2 separate regions of the Mus musculus genome follow, and region 1 is linked to region 2. Evidence: chromatin contacts called from public promoter capture Hi-C data. All regions are on one chromosome and are shown on one strand. The core of a region is the stretch at or near the end of the contact, and the rest is flanking DNA. Distances in the headings are between cores, read along the strand shown. Region 1 holds the start of Xkr7 (X-linked Kx blood group related 7). Region 2 overlaps Hck (hemopoietic cell kinase).

Region 1 (2,999 bases), core at 33-2,532, 120 kb before region 2:
CCCAAGCATCACTGAGACCAAAACGGTCCCTGGACACGAAAGGGAAGCCAGGCTGCAGGACAGCAGATGGCTGCTCCACCCAGCCCAGGGCAGCTGTCTCTTCTATCTTCCCTGTCACTCTGAGGCAGGGTGGTCCTTCCACCTCACTTCCTCCCCTCCTCACTCTTCCTCACTCCCTTGAGTTTTCAAAGCCTATTCGAGAGCCACGTTTGAATTTGTTTCTAACACTATGTGATTTTAAGCCACTAAATGTATCTTTTGACTCTATGTTTTCTCATCTATAGAATGGGCAGAACAATATAGACCATATAAATTGTGAGACTAAAATGATTAGCGATTCCTCATTGCTTAGAATAATGACAAAGAAATGGTTCAGTGTCCTAGGATATCCCATCCAAGCCAAGGTGTAGTTGTGTGGGAGTACTCAGGCACATGAGAGACCCCTAGCTCCTCTCATGGACTGTGTTTATAATGTTCCTCTGTTCTCTCCAGTTCCAGGCTGCTGCTTTGTGATCCCTGCTCCACTTTGGCTGCCAAGTCTTCTTGCTAAATCCTGACCTAGCCACCTAACTCCTCAGCTGACATTCTGCAGCAGGTGCCCCCGTTGTCACCTTCTGGCCCTTCAGGGTCCAATCCATCGGAAATCGCCAGTTTTATCGTTCTGCACCCCCACCCCCTCTTCCGGACATCCTAGAAAATGTGGCCTCCAGTGGTGATGGGAGTAGCTGTTTGCACTTGCTCTTTCCTTCCCAAGGGGTTCCCTCCCATCCCTTTCCTCTGCCTTGCCTAATCAGGCTAGTGGCCAGATGAACGCGGTTCCTAAAAGAAAGGTGATCGAGAGACCGAGAGACCGCAACTCAGAGAACCGCAGTTTCTCAGCTTGAAAAAGACAATGAGAAAAGAGATCTCTCAAGATCAAAGGAGGGGATGAAACAATAAGTGAACACGGGGGAACTAGGAAGTGGCGTTGGAAGGAGTGACTGCTAACGGGTTATGGCAGGTGCCCAAGCAGCTGCCCCCACCCCTGTCCTTTTATTCTCAGACCTCGGCCTCCCACCCTCCTGGGACATTGCAAGACCCAAACCACCGGAGGTACCACAGGAGATCAATGGAAAAGGAGAGGATAGGGCGGGGGCAGTCAAAGGGGGAGGCCAGAGGCAGAAAGCATGTGGTTGGGCCCCACGCCTCCGAGGAAGCCATGCGAGGGTGACCTGGGATGCTCTCCCCACCCCGGCCCCCTCCCTTCCCAGGGGGCGGCCCACATCCAGGCCGGAGCCCGGGCGGGGCGGCGCCGGCAAGGATGAATAATTGAGGTAGAGGGGAGGAGGAAGAGGAGCGGCGGAGGAAGAGCGGGAGGCGGGAGCCGCCCGCGCAGGGTCCTCCCCACTCCGCACCCCACCCGCTCCGCCGCCCGGAAGTCGCTCCCCGCCTCCTGCTCCGCCAACATGGCCGCGAAGTCGGATGGAGCGGCGGCCGTGGCCGGCCCGGGGCCCGAGGGGCCGGCGGGAGCAGATCGGGGCGGGGCGGGAGGGCGCGGGGAGGCTGCGGCGGGGATCGCGGGCCCGGGACCGGTGGAGGCGGGGTGCCCGGGGCCACGCTACGAGCTGCGGGACTGCTGCTGGGTGCTGTGCGCGCTGCTCGTGTTCTTCTCCGACGGCGCCACCGACCTGTGGCTGGCGGCCTCCTACTACCTGCAGGGTCAGAGCACCTACTTCGGCCTCACCCTGCTCTTCGTGCTGCTGCCCTCACTGGTCGTGCAGCTGCTCAGCTTCCGCTGGTTCGTCTACGACTACTCGGAGCCCGCGGGGACCCCGGGACCCGCCGTCAGCACCAAGGACAGCGACATAGTCGGAGCCGCCATCAGCACCAAGGACAGTGCTGTCGCCTTCCGGACCAAAGAAGGTAGCGCGGAGCTGGTCCCCCGGCCCGCACCATCCTCGGCCGGCACCTACCGCCGCCGCTGCTGCCGCCTCTGCGTCTGGCTACTGCAGACCCTCGTTCACCTCCTGCAACTCGGCCAGGTCTGGAGGTAGGAAAAGAGCAGGTGAAGGAAGCTTGAGTCTGGGAGTGGGATGCCGCCCCAGATCTGCTCTGGCCTTTCTAGCCCGCCCTGCTCCTGTCCTGACCCTCACCCCGACCCACTCCATTGCCGCTCTCATTTCTTTGCAGTCAGCTCCTCACCTCTGCAAAACTCTGTTGGAACCATAGCTTTGATCTGGCTAATGGGGCAAGATGGGGTCAGAGATTCTGAGTGATGTATGCAGAGAACAAGGGGACACTTGGAACAGGACCACAGCGATCCTTCCAGTCCTGACCCTTCCCCCATGTCCAGGTACCAAGCCTCGACTTAGGAAACCACTCAGAAGTCCTCCCTACCACTCACAGGCACTCAGTTTAGAATTGCAGCCCACCCCAACATCCTGGAAAAGGCAGCTAAATGACTATCCCGCCCAAACTTTCTGGTTTTGTAGAGAAAGGGCCTGGGGTGAACCCAATTCAGCACTGGTTAGCTCCTACTTCCTAAGGAGCTCCACAGTGCCGTCCCATCCCCCAAAAGGGACCAAGGAGATTTGGAATCTTGACTCTGACACTAGATGGCTACTGGCTGACCCTTAGTCTTCAGACCGGATGCTGAGGCTTCATTCAAACTGTTCACTTGCAGGCTTCATCCTTTGCCAGCAAGTAGGGTGCCTGCTGGGCTGAGGTAATTGGAGAGAGGGGGAATTCTAAACCACAGCTCCTCTCAAATCAGGATTACTCTAGTTCCTTGGGCTGTACTCTGCGGTGACAAAATGGGTTTGCTTACTGTGTGATCTTAGGCACACCTCCTCCTCCCTCCAAGTCTGTTCTCTCACCTGTGAAATGAGAGGAATCTCTGCTCTTCTCATCTTGCTGGCTTACTGTTTTGTTTTGTTTTTTTTTTAAACATGTTGGGATGAGCAGGCAAGAGGAGGTCTGTGTGGGGACTCTGGAGACTGGAACATATTTTGGGAATGTCA
Region 2 (3,121 bases), core at 361-2,860:
CTGAAGCAGGGAGGTACTGCCTCAGAATAGCTGGAAGGAGCCTTCTGAAGGGGCTACTTAGCTACAGATCATCAAAGTCAGACCTTAAGCATCTGTATACTTTAGCTGGGTCTAGAAGTGCAGGCTTGTAATGTAGGCTACTCTGGAGACATATCACAAGTTCAAGGTCTGCCAGGGTAGTTACTGACCCTGTCTCAAAATAAAAAGTAAAGGGGCTGTGGTTCTGTGGCAGAACACTTGCCTGACATGTGTATGGTACTAGACTCAGTCTCCAGTAACACACACACACACACACACACACACACACACACACACACACACACACACCATTGGATATGTTATGATTTGATGTTTAAACTAGGTACAAAAAAATAAAATGAAAAGTTGGATATATAATCTAAATCTGTAAAGAATAAGTGGGATATGGAGAGAACTCTCTAGATGTGGCTGAGGATGTGGCTTGGTGGCAGAGTGCCTACCAGGCATGCTCAAGATCTGGGTTTGAGCCTTAGTACCACATAAAAGAGAAGTATGACATAAAGAAAATGGCTGACTTAGAGTTGGGCTGTGAATCGCAGCATGCAGGAGGATACCATGGAGCCAACCCGGGATATGGAGACCCTGTCTCTCAAAAGGAAAGGAGAGTCTGGAGAGATGGCTCTGTGGTTAAGAGCACTTGCTGCTCTTGCAGAGGACCTGGGTCCTGGCACTCATATGTCGGCTCCCAATCATCTAATCCTAGTTCCATGGTTCCAATACCCTCTTTTGGATGCTGAGGGCACCAGACATGCATGTGGTACACATACATATATGCAGGCAAAATGCCCCTACATGTAAAATAAGTCATTTCAGGACCAGTTTTTTAAAAGAAAAGGAGTGGCAAATTGGCTGAGTGAAAGTGCCTGCTGCCAAGCTTGAGGTCCTGAGTTCAAGCCCCAGGATCCATGTAGTGGAAGGAAAGCACTGACTCCTGCTGGAGGCGTCCTCAAACCCTGACAAAAACTGACACTCCCACCCCTAGCAGCCACAACTGCTCAGCTAGGGGTGGGACTTCAGAGGCCAACTTCTCATCTCTGCTGGGATTTTGTCCAGTTGATCTTGTGCTGGTTTTGTGCAGGCAGACATAGCTTCTTCGAGGTCTGGTGTGTTATGGTCCTGTCATCCAGAAAATCCTCTTTTACAGCATTCCTCCACTGTCTATGGCTTTACAATCTCTCTACTGCCTCTTTCTGGATGATCTCTGAGCCTGGGAAGGGTGTGTGTGTGTGTGAGAGAGATGTGGATATTTCCTTTAGGGTTGAGACTTGTCAATACTTAATCACTTACTCGGCCATAATACAAGCGTCGCCGAATTCCAAAGAACATGCAGATGGTCTCTTAACTTAGCGGTTGCTTGGTATATGGTTTTAAAAATAGCTTTATGGGACACCTAAAAGCACTAGCATTTTCATCATACAAAGGGGCTAGCTTTAGGTGCTCAGGCCTGCGCTGGGACTTTAACCATCTTCTACCACAGTAACAAGAAAAGTGAATTAGGGAACAAAACAGACCCGGCCGAGCTGATGTGTCATCACCACTGCCAGGAAGTTGAAAAGACAGGGAGCATGAATTCAAATTAGCATCATGTGACAGGGGCCTCACATTAAGAGAGTAGCACAGGGGGAAAGCCTCCATTGCTAGTGTCAGCAGTGACACTGGCATCTTTCCACTTAGGATCCAACCCTAAGTGGAGGCAACAACAGAGTCAACATGGCAGTTTGGAGTGGAGCAAGAGTCCAGGGCTAAGTGTCCTCAGGCATCCCTAGGACTGGCCTTCCTCTGGTGCTGCTACTTTTGTGATGAAGCCAGTCAGGTTTATGTCCAGCTCTGAAAGGCTCCCAGGCTTATGGCTGTTTAGGGGGATATGTGCCTTATGGACATTAAGCCACTGGAGACGGTGGTCTAGCCTCTCTAGCCATGAAACCAAATGTCCCACTGAAGTCTTTGAAATGGAACTGCTTGCAGCCTTCTAGCTCCTTCCGCCCTACAGCCCTGCAGTTTGGCAACTGCTGTTCCTGCCCCTCAGCACTCAGCCTGTTTTCTGCCTGCCGTGATAAGGCATGGACAGGAGGTGGCAGCAGAGAGTGATTGAGAGCCTGGTCATTTATCTCCAGTGTTCTGATGGTACAGACATAGTTGCATTGAGAAGAAATGATACAAAGGTGGGCATGGTGGTACATGCCTCCAGTCTAGACACTAGGGAAGTGGGCAGAAAGACCAGGAAATCAAGGCCATCCTATCTAGGCTATGTAGTGAATTGAGAGCCTGTCTCATAAAAATGAGTGAGTGAGTGAGTGACTGAGTGACTGAGTGAGTGACTGAGTGAATGAATGCATGAATATGCTCTCCCTTTGGATTTTGATCTCTTTCCATGTCTATTAATATACTGTCCTCCCTCATGATGCTGAGCCAGGGCAGTGAGCTACAGCTCTGATTTAGCCAAGAGATCACCAGAAGAAACAAAAAAAGAAGCCATGATATGCAGTTGCTGAACTACAGTGTTCAGTAACTAAGTGTTCGAGGCATTTTTGACTTCTGCATTTTGCCTTACAGTGAGTGTATCGTAATCCTGAATCAAGGGGCAGTTATATATCCTATAGACCATGTTCACCAATTATACTTTAATTAAGACAAACACCCACAGACTGCTCATCAAATCCATTCTAGAGGGAGGAAGGGAAGAATAGGAAGGAAGGGACACTCTGACTAGGGCAAACCTCAGACGACAGCTGAAGTCCTCTCCTGCACGCCATAGCTGGGGAGTGGATGGGGTGAGGTATCAGCTGTGACCTAGACTCAAGCCCCCCGGAGATCACTTATCCCCAAAGACCTCTGGGTCTCCACTTATCAGCGTTAACATTTAACAGGCAGCAACTGAATCAAGGATGTAGCCCCCAGAGTGAGCTCCCACATTATATCCACTCCTCTTTGATCCAGTGTCTGTCCTCAAGACAAATGTCCCTTGGTAACATGGGTAACACATTGCAAGGAAATCGCTATTTGTAGAGGGCATGATTCCCCTCACCCTAGCAGAGCCCCAGCCCTCATTGCTCCTCAGTCTCACCGTGACTCTGCTCTGCTC

Evidence for each region. Promoter capture Hi-C pulls out the DNA fragments that hold promoters and counts their contacts.
Region 1: a promoter capture Hi-C map of the HPC-7 cell line shows a contact between it and region 2. The contact joins the promoter of Xkr7 here to the enhancer-like site in region 2. A contact is called at or near these places in 12 of 39 promoter capture datasets (the 3T3-L1 cell line, the C10 cell line, the HPC-7 cell line and 9 more), 3 of 15 datasets of contacts at CTCF or cohesin (the NIH/3T3 cell line, large pre-B cells and pro-B cells), 24 of 484 Hi-C or Micro-C datasets (3T3-L1-derived adipocytes, the C10 cell line, the G1E-ER4 cell line and 15 more), 8 of 115 datasets of contacts at active chromatin or transcription factors (the HPC-7 cell line, VIP interneurons, embryonic forebrain and 3 more) and 4 of 9 other capture datasets (adipose tissue, embryonic stem cells, liver and 1 more).

The regions. Positions count from the first base shown.
Region 1 is chr2:153,030,570-153,033,568 of GRCm38.p6, forward strand. It overlaps Xkr7 (X-linked Kx blood group related 7), which reads left to right and starts at 1,283. Exons shown (of 3, transcript NM_001011732.1): 1 at 1,283-2,029. The coding sequence starts at 1,446.
Region 2 is chr2:153,145,816-153,148,936 of GRCm38.p6, forward strand. The region is part of intron 11 of Hck (hemopoietic cell kinase); the gene reads left to right. Among named protein-coding and RNA genes, the nearest start is that of Tm9sf4, 14 kb to the right of the region's middle. Within about 2 kb of position 1,611, at least 36 of the 459 cell types and tissues checked have an H3K27ac peak or open chromatin away from gene starts, as enhancers often do. A contact at or near this core is called in the HPC-7 cell line, bone marrow-derived macrophages and granulocyte-monocyte progenitors, where this site is marked.